Regions from separate parts of the Danio rerio genome. Here all the other regions are linked to region 2. The links are chromatin contacts, called in public HiCAR-type and HiChIP or PLAC-seq maps. All regions are on one chromosome and are shown on one strand. The core of a region is the stretch at or near the end of the contact, and the rest is flanking DNA. Distances in the headings are between cores, read along the strand shown. Region 1 holds the start of cbarpb (CACN subunit beta associated regulatory protein b). Region 2 holds the start of bsg (basigin). Region 3 holds the start of si:dkey-21e2.4.

Region 1 (3,233 bases), core at 153-2,652, 140 kb before region 2:
ACATGATACAACCCTTACATATGCACACTCTATACTTATGCACACATGATACACTCCATACATATATACACATGATACACCTGATACATATTCACAGTCTATACATACGCACACATGATACACCCCTTACAAATACACACACTATATGTACTTAGGCACACTTGATACAACCCTTACATATACACACTCTATACATATGTACTCCACAAATATAGGCACGTGATACACTCTATACATCTATACACCCCATACATATACACACTCAATACACCCCTTACAAATACACACATGATACACCCCTTACAATACATATATACACTCTATACATACGCACACATGATGCACCCCTTACACTTACACACACTATAAATATAGGCACATGATACACTCTATACATATACACACTATAAATATGGGCACATGATACACTCTATACATATATACACATCTGCACACACAATACACTCCATAATTATACATAAAGATTCCAAAGACATTTAGTGTATGGTCTAACTGACATTTTGACAGTTAGACGTGTAGTGTATGTGTATGAATTAATGTGTTTATAGATGTTTTCCTGCACTGGGTTGCAGCTGGAAGGGCATCCATGTGTAAAACATTCTTGATAGGTTGGGGGTTCATTCTGCTGTGGCGACCCCTGATGAATAAAAGGACTAAGCTAAAAAGAAAATAAATTAAATAGTAATTTCTTAAAATATAAATAATAATTTAATTTATGTTCATTTATGGCCATCTTTAAAAGCCATCTTGTGTTTAGTAAAATAAACGTTGATAGGGACCTAACCTTTTTTTTTAAAGAAATATATAAAACAATGAGAAATACCTGGGGGTTCATTCCGCTGTGGCGAACCCTGACCCAGGGACTAAGCCGAAGAAAAATGAATAAATGAATGACTGAATGAGAAAAACCCACTGACTAAATTAAGGGTGTAATGATCGTTACAAACAGCAGGGGGCGTTATGTCACTTCAAAATATCCATTGCACGAATTTAATTCATTCTCACAGTCCTTCCAGTATAAAATAAGGTTGAAATTATTAATGATTCACATTAAATAATAAAAAATTGTTCCCTACAATTTACTCTGCTATTATATTTATGTTAAGTATGATCCATAGCCTATGTTCTTCCAAACCTGCACTGCGCCCAGGCCGCTTGGGGATGCCCGTTTCTGAAGATTTTTCACTGACTCAAATGGGGGATTACCTCATTTCCATAACATCATGAGAGGACGAGGGCGTGATAGACACTTGTGATAAGTAACGCTGTACCTCACTTTTGACGTCACAGTCTGCGCCTCTCACTGGGCGACGGGCGAGTGGGTGTGTTTAACGGGGGGCTTCATTCATAAATACAAAAAGATTTTAAAGCCCAAATTCAGGAGAAGACCGGTGGAATCGTTCGCGAGCTTCCCCTCTTTCGTCTCATGGACCACGTGAATTAGAGTTCGGTGAGTTTTGGTTCGCCTGTCTTTCACACAGTTATTGTTTCCTCGATCAGCGTCTTGAATGACATCGCGCTTTATTATTGGAGGGTGATGATAGCCTGAAATGTGGAGAGAGCATCTTCAGCCAACGAGTTTCTGCTGGTCTGAGGAAGCACACAACCGATTTACTTTGCGTTTTACGGGTTATCTGTTTATTGTAAATGCTTGAACTCTTTTGTTTTGGGAGTGATATTTAAATCCATCTTGTATTTGGGTTTATCGAGCGTCTATTGATGCTCACATAACGCTGTTATGGCAAGCGGTTTAAACATTCATATATTTTAACTAACTGTGTTGTAGTCTAGTCATAACCAAAAACTGACTAGTTTTACTAGCGACAGTGATTATCTCAATTAAGCAACTTGCTATTCCAGCTTTACTAGTAGGCTAATTATTAGCTATTGTTTGTAGTAGCTGCTAGAACTAGAAAGTAGCAAAGCTGGAATAGCAGAAACAGTTTAAGTACAATAATACTTGTCTAAATAAATAACATGTGAATTCCCAATAACATAGTATCTATCTCTGTTAAAATAAATGTATAATGTAATCGATAATAAGTCGTTAAGTAGCCTACCATGAAAACGAAAAATGAATAGGATAAACAGAAGCGACAACAATACAATTATGAGTACACAGTTGTTCTCAAATAAGTACCGAATAACAATAATAATAAGTATCGAAAATATACACACACACACACACACACACACACACACACATATATATATATATATATATATATATATATATATATATATATATATATATATATATATATATATATATACGTGCAATTTATTACCAGTAACAATGAAATATTTACCAAAAAAAATCATGTTATCAAAAATATTTTTGTTGCTACTTGTCTACCAATGAAACGTAAAGCTTAAAAAAATAGCAGCAATAACTGATGTACTGTAATTGAAGTATCTGAATAAAGTGCACATTTAATTGAGATTTTTATATACGTTACTTCCACTGATATTACAACTGAATATTTAATAACCAATGATGAAATAGCTACACAAACCTAACTGACGATCAGTAGTGATGATAATACTTTGTAATATGTAAAATAAAGCTGCTAGTAACACAAACACATGCATTTGTATTAAAAAGTATTATTTAGCTATTGTATTTAGTAGCTGCTAGAACTAGAAAGTAGCAAAGCTGGAATAGCAAAAACCGTTTAAGTACAATAGCACTTGTCTAAATAAGTAACATATGAATTACCAATAAAATTACAATTTATCTCTGTTAAGTGTATAATGTAATTGATAATAAATCATTAAAAGTAAGTAGCCTACTATGAAAAATGAAAACGGAATAGGATAAACAGAAGCGACAATACAATTATAAGTACTCAATTAAGTACAGAATAACAATAATAATAAGTACTGTATAACAATAATAATTAGCAACGTATAAATATACATACATACATACATACATACATACATACATATATATATATATATATATATATATATATATATATATATATATATATATATATATATATATATATATATATATATATATATATATTGGATTTGTGCAATTTATTACGAGTAACAATGGAATATTTAGCAAAAAATAGCTTTATTTTATTAAATCGAAAACCATTTTGTTGCTAGTAGGCTACCAATTAAGGTGGCAAAAGTAGCAGCAATAACTGAAGTACTCTGAATCTGAATAAAGTACACATTTGATTGAGATTTTTACA
Region 2 (3,330 bases), core at 232-2,731:
TCAACAGAATAAAAGGTTTGGAAACATTTTACGGTGAGTAAATGATTAAGTTTTACTTTTATGGGTGAAATGTCCCTTTATTATACCAAAAAGCCATTAATTAGTTAAAATGGCAGAGCCTACTACTTATTTCCTGAAAACATCCAATAATATCCAGCTGCAGACCCGCAGAACCACACACGTTTTAGGCACACACAATCTAGGACACACAATCTAGGCAAACCATATATGGTTATGACTGATGTTAAAGTTATAACGTCTTTTTGGACATCGTCATCGATATATTTTGATATATTTGATTAATAAATATTGTACACAATAAACAATAGTGTTTACTTTACTTTATTTCACAAATATTGCGATTGAGACGGCCGAATGGGGAGCATTGTTTCCGATCGCCATTCAATATAATAGAGTGAACAGTTTTTAATCAGTCATTATAGCTGATCAGTCATTATTATCTGACAATAATATGGCAGATACTCGTTTGCTGGCTTTGCTGAATGATCTCATTTGGACAGGTTTAATTTATATAATGGATTAATTTATGATGAAGGAAATAATAGCAAGTTAAGATAGGCAATAATACATTATATGTCATAAAAATATTTTTATATGTAACAAATGTATAACACTATATTAATATTTTACTCAAGCGGTGTTTATTAGCTTAATTTTCCAATAACCTTTTAATTAATGATTTCCCACATTTAATACTCTTAATAAAACTATTAATAAAATATTAACTATTAATAAAAAAAATCATAAGTGTATACACACACACACACACACATATATATATATATATATATATATATATATATATATATATATATATATATATATATATATATATATATATATATATATATATAACAGCTTTAACAGTGACAGTTTAGTAAAAGATAGTAGTTTATATATAAACTTATAATTATAATCAGTTAAGATAATCAGTTTCTAACTATATTGTTTAAATGGTTAACTATAGTAGGCTAATTTATTTTAAAGTGACATTATTGTTTGCTTTTTATATTTTACAACAACGTGATTTTAACGAAGTATGATAATATTAAGAGCTTGAATTAGTTTATTACACTTAATCCATCAATTAGACGGTCTATTATGTTTTCTTTGTGTATATGGACACATGAATAAAGTCATAAGTGTCTTTAACCAATTATTTTTATTGACATAATTTAAGTTCAGAAACTGCAGAGACTTTAAAATGATCGTTACGATATAATAATAAAATTGACTGAAATGGGAAACCATATTTGTGAAATTCAATAGGTAGCGATAATGCTAAAGAGTTAGTTACCATTTATGGTTTGCCTAGATTGTGTGTCCTAGATTGTGTGTGCCTCAAACGTGTGTGGTTCTGCGGGCCTGCAGCTGGATATATCTCAAAACATTAGCAGTCGAAATCATTTTGGAAATTAGCAAACAAGTGCAAAACGCCGTGACGTTGAGAACCGGACGTGGTGACGCATAAACTCGCCCTTCTTTACGTGCGCGTTCTCGAGTGAGCTCCGAGTCCGAACAAATAGAGGACGACTAGGTTCCTCTGAAGGCTTTCTCCATTTTCTTTTTTCATCTCGAACAGGCCCAAAATTTTCCTTTTAGATTTTAATAACTCCTCAGCATGGAAAAGAAGCTCTTTGGCGCTGTTTTGGTCATTTGTATCGGCTGGTTTCAAGCCGAAGCTATGACAGGTAAGGACGTCTGCTTTTTCTGTTGATCGTGTTAGCTCGTGAGCTCGTTTTTCACACAAGGCGTTTGTTGACAGAAACACGACTCGGACGACAGATTTTACATTCACATTGTTTTTACTTTACTATAAAGCAATATACATCGTTAGTGAACGTTTGTAACGATTTGAAAATTGGAAAATCGTCGGGAATCTGTCGCGCACGAGCGACCGCTCTCGCACATTTAGTCAAACTATAAATCAACAGCTGATGTTTAAGTTAAAGTAGTTGTTTTTCTCCTTGATGCTCTTTCATACTCTCCGCAAACTATTTGTTTGTCACAAGTAATTATATTTTAAATGTTTATATTGAAAAATGTTTAAGGTTACGTTTACCACACTCAACCCCATCACGTGGATTTGCTCTGCTTTCATCCAAAATAACCTTTAATCCCCAAGCATTGGGTTTTGTAACCACCTGAGTTACACATTTTCCAAACTGTAGAAGATCCCTTAGTTGATATTTAATTATTTCAGGAATGGCTCATCCAAACTTTTCCAAATGAAGTATTAATATTTGTCCCTATTCATGCAGGTCAGTTACTCCAGTAAATGATGTGTAAAACCTGGTAAGCAGCAGGCAATGATGACAACCGGTGCAGACTAGTTTTTGGAGGCCTCCTGTCAAGTTTTGTAAACAGGAGGAGCCTGTAATCATTTATAATACAAGCTGGGGAAGGCAAAATATGTTTCATCCAATCATTTGACAAAGCAAGCAGCAATTTTCATCTTTCAGGCCTCCCTTGTTCCGTAAAAGGCTCAGCTTAAGCTTATTATATTGTTCCATCACTGGAAATGGCAATAATCTATGCAAACCTACTGAACTTGAGCATGCAACGTAGTACACTCACTGTAATGAAAGTTTAGTGTTTAATTGGAAATCTAATACTGTGAAATTTATTAAAATATTATTCCTACCCTTTCAGTAAAATCAATTGCTTAATGATGAATGCGAGTGATTGTTTTCTAGTCTGGCTCCATCATAATTTGTTTACTCCTCCTGAAGCAACAGCTGATGAATGACATGGTCGCAAATCCCAACATAATCTGCTTCATGGTCCTCTTTAGAAACAGAGCTTTAAACACTCTAGGAGGTGCTTTTCAGCACGTAAGCATTGATGCTTTCTCAAAACAACACAGCTTGTGCAAGAACAGGTTTACTCATGCAGTTCTAGAGTTAGCACATGCGCTATGGCAGAACACCAAAGCTGGATGCAAAGCTAGCATCTCCATATCAGAATTAAAATGGGGGTTTCCCCTGAGTATTCATCTTCAGCCCAGCTCAATAAATTGGGTTAGAGCAAACATGCAGCTATTTTGTTAAAGCGTGACAGTTTTTGTTGATGCCGCTGGCAGTCATTTAACATAAAAAAATGTTATTTGTCAGCATGTACCCCGCATGATGGGTGGGATTGATTTGCCCTTCAAATTTAATTACTCATGAAATTGTAGGCATATGTGTAATTATACACTTTCCAAACTTACCTGAAACACTAGTTTACTGACAGCAATTGCTACTTTTCCCCTATAACATTTATTATAAATGACTATTATTATTATTTTTTTTAGAAATTCTCAATTTT
Region 3 (3,024 bases), core at 446-2,945, 250 kb after region 2:
AACCTCAGCATTATAGCCAAGCAGTTGGAAACTACTGGAAACTTCTGGAAACTACATGCTACAAATAATACTTTATCAGCGTTTGTTAAAGGAAGGATCAGTAAAGAGTAACTTACTGCTGGACGTCAGGATGGATTTTTCTTCCTCCATTTCTAAAGTGTAAGTACTTGCGATTAAAGTTGCCTCGTTGACTCTAGATGGCAAATGTATTTAGTTGTGATTTGTTACTTGTAACCGCGTGTACTGTATCAGGTTCTCTTATCGCGTGCAAAGTCACGTTAAAAACGTGACGCGTGCTGCTTTGTTAACGGAGCTCCGTGGACGAGGAGTAGTGTGTGTGTCTGTATGTGTGTGTGTGTGCTGTCGTCCGGAGATGTGTGTGTGTGTGTGTGCGCGCGCGCGCGCGTTGTCGTCCAGAGCAGGGTTAAGTGTGTGTGTGTGTGTGTGTGTGTGTGTGTGTGTGTGTGTGTGTGTGTGTGTGTGTGTGTGTGCAATATGTGTGTGTGTGTGTCTGTGAAAAGAGCAGAGTGAGAAGCTAGGAGATCTCCTCAACTGTTTTTGGAGTTTTTGCTCAATAAAATAGTTAGTCGTCTGAATTTTCAAGTCCATAGTCTGTATTTACATTGACCCACTGGCAGCTAAAATCCACGCCTACACTATCGAGCGTGTATGCACTGTGATTACTTTTATATTGCTGATTAGCTGTTTGGCATTTCACTCTCTGACTGAAGGCAGTCGACCAATCGCGACAGACTGTCATCGGTCCAATCAGCGCAGATTAGCTTCGCGCTAAGGAGGGGTTTGGGAACAAATGAATCACTGGACGATTCATACAGGAGTCGCTGGAATAATTAGGTAAAAATAAATGCAGATTATAAGACCACGAAAGTGTTTTTTTTACCTTGGAGACCCTTACAACCAAGATATGACCCTATTTCATGTATAATATGGGCTCTTTAATGAATAATGCATTTTTTATAATCATCATCACCCATTTTAGTTATTTTATGCACCATTTGGGGTCCCCTGGTCGCCACGAGACCCTAAACATCCGGTCAGTTTGCTTATGATTTAGGCCGGTGTTCTGTCGATTTGTCCTACCTCCAATTCAAAAATAGGTAGTGCATTTTGATGACACTATATTTTACGAATCAGATTTTGCTACCACTGTAAATTTTAATGTGGAGTAGTGTGATATGAAGCTGTAATATCACCCGAACCTACCTAATCCCTAACCCTAACCTTAGAGCTTTTTAAATACAGTGTTGGTAGCATAATCTGATGAGAAAGATAACTTGTCAGGACACCTCAACTATCCTCTAGTAATCCCTGACTAGTCCCACACTTAAGAACAAGAAGGCAAATACATCAATAACAACCAGTGAGATTTCGTATAGGAATATTAAAATGTAGGAAGAAAAATAGGTGGATTTAAAGGGATGATAGTGTGATAGAATGGTAAAATATGGAAAACATTAGGATTGACAGGTATGTCTCAGTCATGTTTCACATACAGAATGTGTGAAGCATGTTCTCTTGGGTTGAGTGCGCTATCTAGAGGTAGAGACACAAAATAAAGACGACAAAAAAAGCCACTTTATCTTCAAATCTCAAATTTTCATTACTTCTTTTAAAAGTTGCTGACTCCACCCACTTCTCGTGTTATTTAATAGTGGGCATCACTGCGAGCTCACTGATAGTCTTCATCATGACCATCACGATCATCTCTCTGCTCCTGCTGGTTTCTCTGGTGCCAGACGTGACCTTCACTGGTGAGACTGACTGTTGAGATTTACACATTTGTGAATAACATTTAAATGGCATATAATTGACTAACAACAAAATTTCTTTCAGCTCGTGTGGGTATAGTGGACGGCACTGAAGCAAAACCTCACTCAAGACCTTACATGGTTTCTCTTCAATATGATGGGGAGCATATTTGTGGTGGATCCCTCATTACTGAAGAGTTTGTTTTGACTGCTGCACATTGCTGGGAAGAGTAAGAGTTGTTTTTAGTACGAACTGAAATGTTTGTTTTTTTCTGAACGACATATCAGCTGCTGTGTATTCATATGGCAATTATATATGCTTTTTCAACAGAGGTGACGTCCTGACGGTTGTGGTTGGTGCCCATGATTTGAGTAAAAATGAAATTTACAACTCCTATGAAGTGGCATCCTACATCCCACATCAAGACTATGAACTGAATCCTGATCTGAATGACATCATGCTTTTGAAGGTATCAATCTGTAATTATTTTATTTGTAAAATTTTTTTGAATTTCTACTGAATGAATTAAATGTATTTAATTCATCTTTGGGACTTCTGTTTTGAACCTTAAAACATTTACCAGTATAATTATACAAAAAAGTTTACAATTTACAATTGTGCATTAAAGCTGAAGAAAAAAGTCAGACTGAGCAACAGCATTGGACTGATATCATTACCAAAAGATGGAGAAGATGTTGAAGCAGATACTATCTGTAGTGTTGCTGGTTGGGGAGATTTGTGGAGTAAAGGCCCAGTGCCTGATCGTCTAATGGAGGCAGAGACAGTTATAGTGAATGATGCAGAGTGTGAACGCAGATGGGGATCTGAATATGTGGCGTCAGAGATGATCTGTGCTTATGGCCATGGAGGATCCTGCAATGTACGTATGAATAATGATTCAGATTTTATGTTAATGTACAAACCTTTTTCACTAGTGACGTGCTTATCTGTGTTTTTAAACAGGGGGATTCAGGAGGTCCTTTGGTTTGTAATAACACTGCTGTCGGTATCACAGCTTTCGGTGATGGTTATCTCTGTAATTCCCGTCTCTATCCTAATGCTTATACTAAGATTTCAGCATATCTTCAGTGGATCCGATTCAAACTTGAAAATGTTTAGTAACTTCATGAAAAAAAAAAAAAAAAAACATGAAATGTTTTTCTTAATTTTTTTTTTCCATGTCTTTCAATAAAACAATCAGTTTACAAGCATCAGTGAGTTGAATTGTCCTCATTGTCTCAAGAATTTTTAATA

Evidence for each region. HiCAR-type assays count read pairs that join an accessible place to other places. HiChIP or PLAC-seq counts read pairs in DNA pulled down with a chosen protein or histone mark.
Region 1: a contact with region 2 is called in a HiCAR-type map of caudal fin, with 7 times the contacts expected there. The contact joins the promoter of cbarpb here to the promoter of bsg in region 2. A contact is called at or near these places in 5 of 18 Hi-C or Micro-C datasets (caudal fin, embryo, hematopoietic stem cells and 1 more) and 3 of 4 datasets of contacts at active chromatin or transcription factors (caudal fin, embryo and gastrula embryo).
Region 3: an H3K4me3 HiChIP or PLAC-seq map of embryo shows a contact between it and region 2, with 2.5 times the contacts expected there. The contact joins the promoter of si:dkey-21e2.4 here to the promoter of bsg in region 2. A contact is called at or near these places in 1 of 18 Hi-C or Micro-C datasets (hematopoietic stem cells) and 1 of 4 datasets of contacts at active chromatin or transcription factors (embryo).

The regions. Positions count from the first base shown.
Region 1 is chr22:18,490,902-18,494,134 of GRCz12tu, forward strand. It overlaps cbarpb (CACN subunit beta associated regulatory protein b), which reads left to right and starts at 1,403. Exons shown (of 10, transcript XM_680490.10): 1 at 1,403-1,471.
Region 2 is chr22:18,633,309-18,636,638 of GRCz12tu, forward strand. It overlaps bsg (basigin), which reads left to right and starts at 1,482. Exons shown (of 9, transcript NM_198142.2): 1 at 1,482-1,712. The coding sequence starts at 1,643.
Region 3 is chr22:18,885,699-18,888,722 of GRCz12tu, forward strand. It overlaps si:dkey-21e2.4, which reads left to right and starts at 1,696. Exons shown (of 5, transcript XM_021474468.3): 1 at 1,696-1,772; 2 at 1,855-1,999; 3 at 2,101-2,239; 4 at 2,399-2,650; 5 at 2,734-2,981. The coding sequence starts at 1,709. The coding sequence ends at 2,889.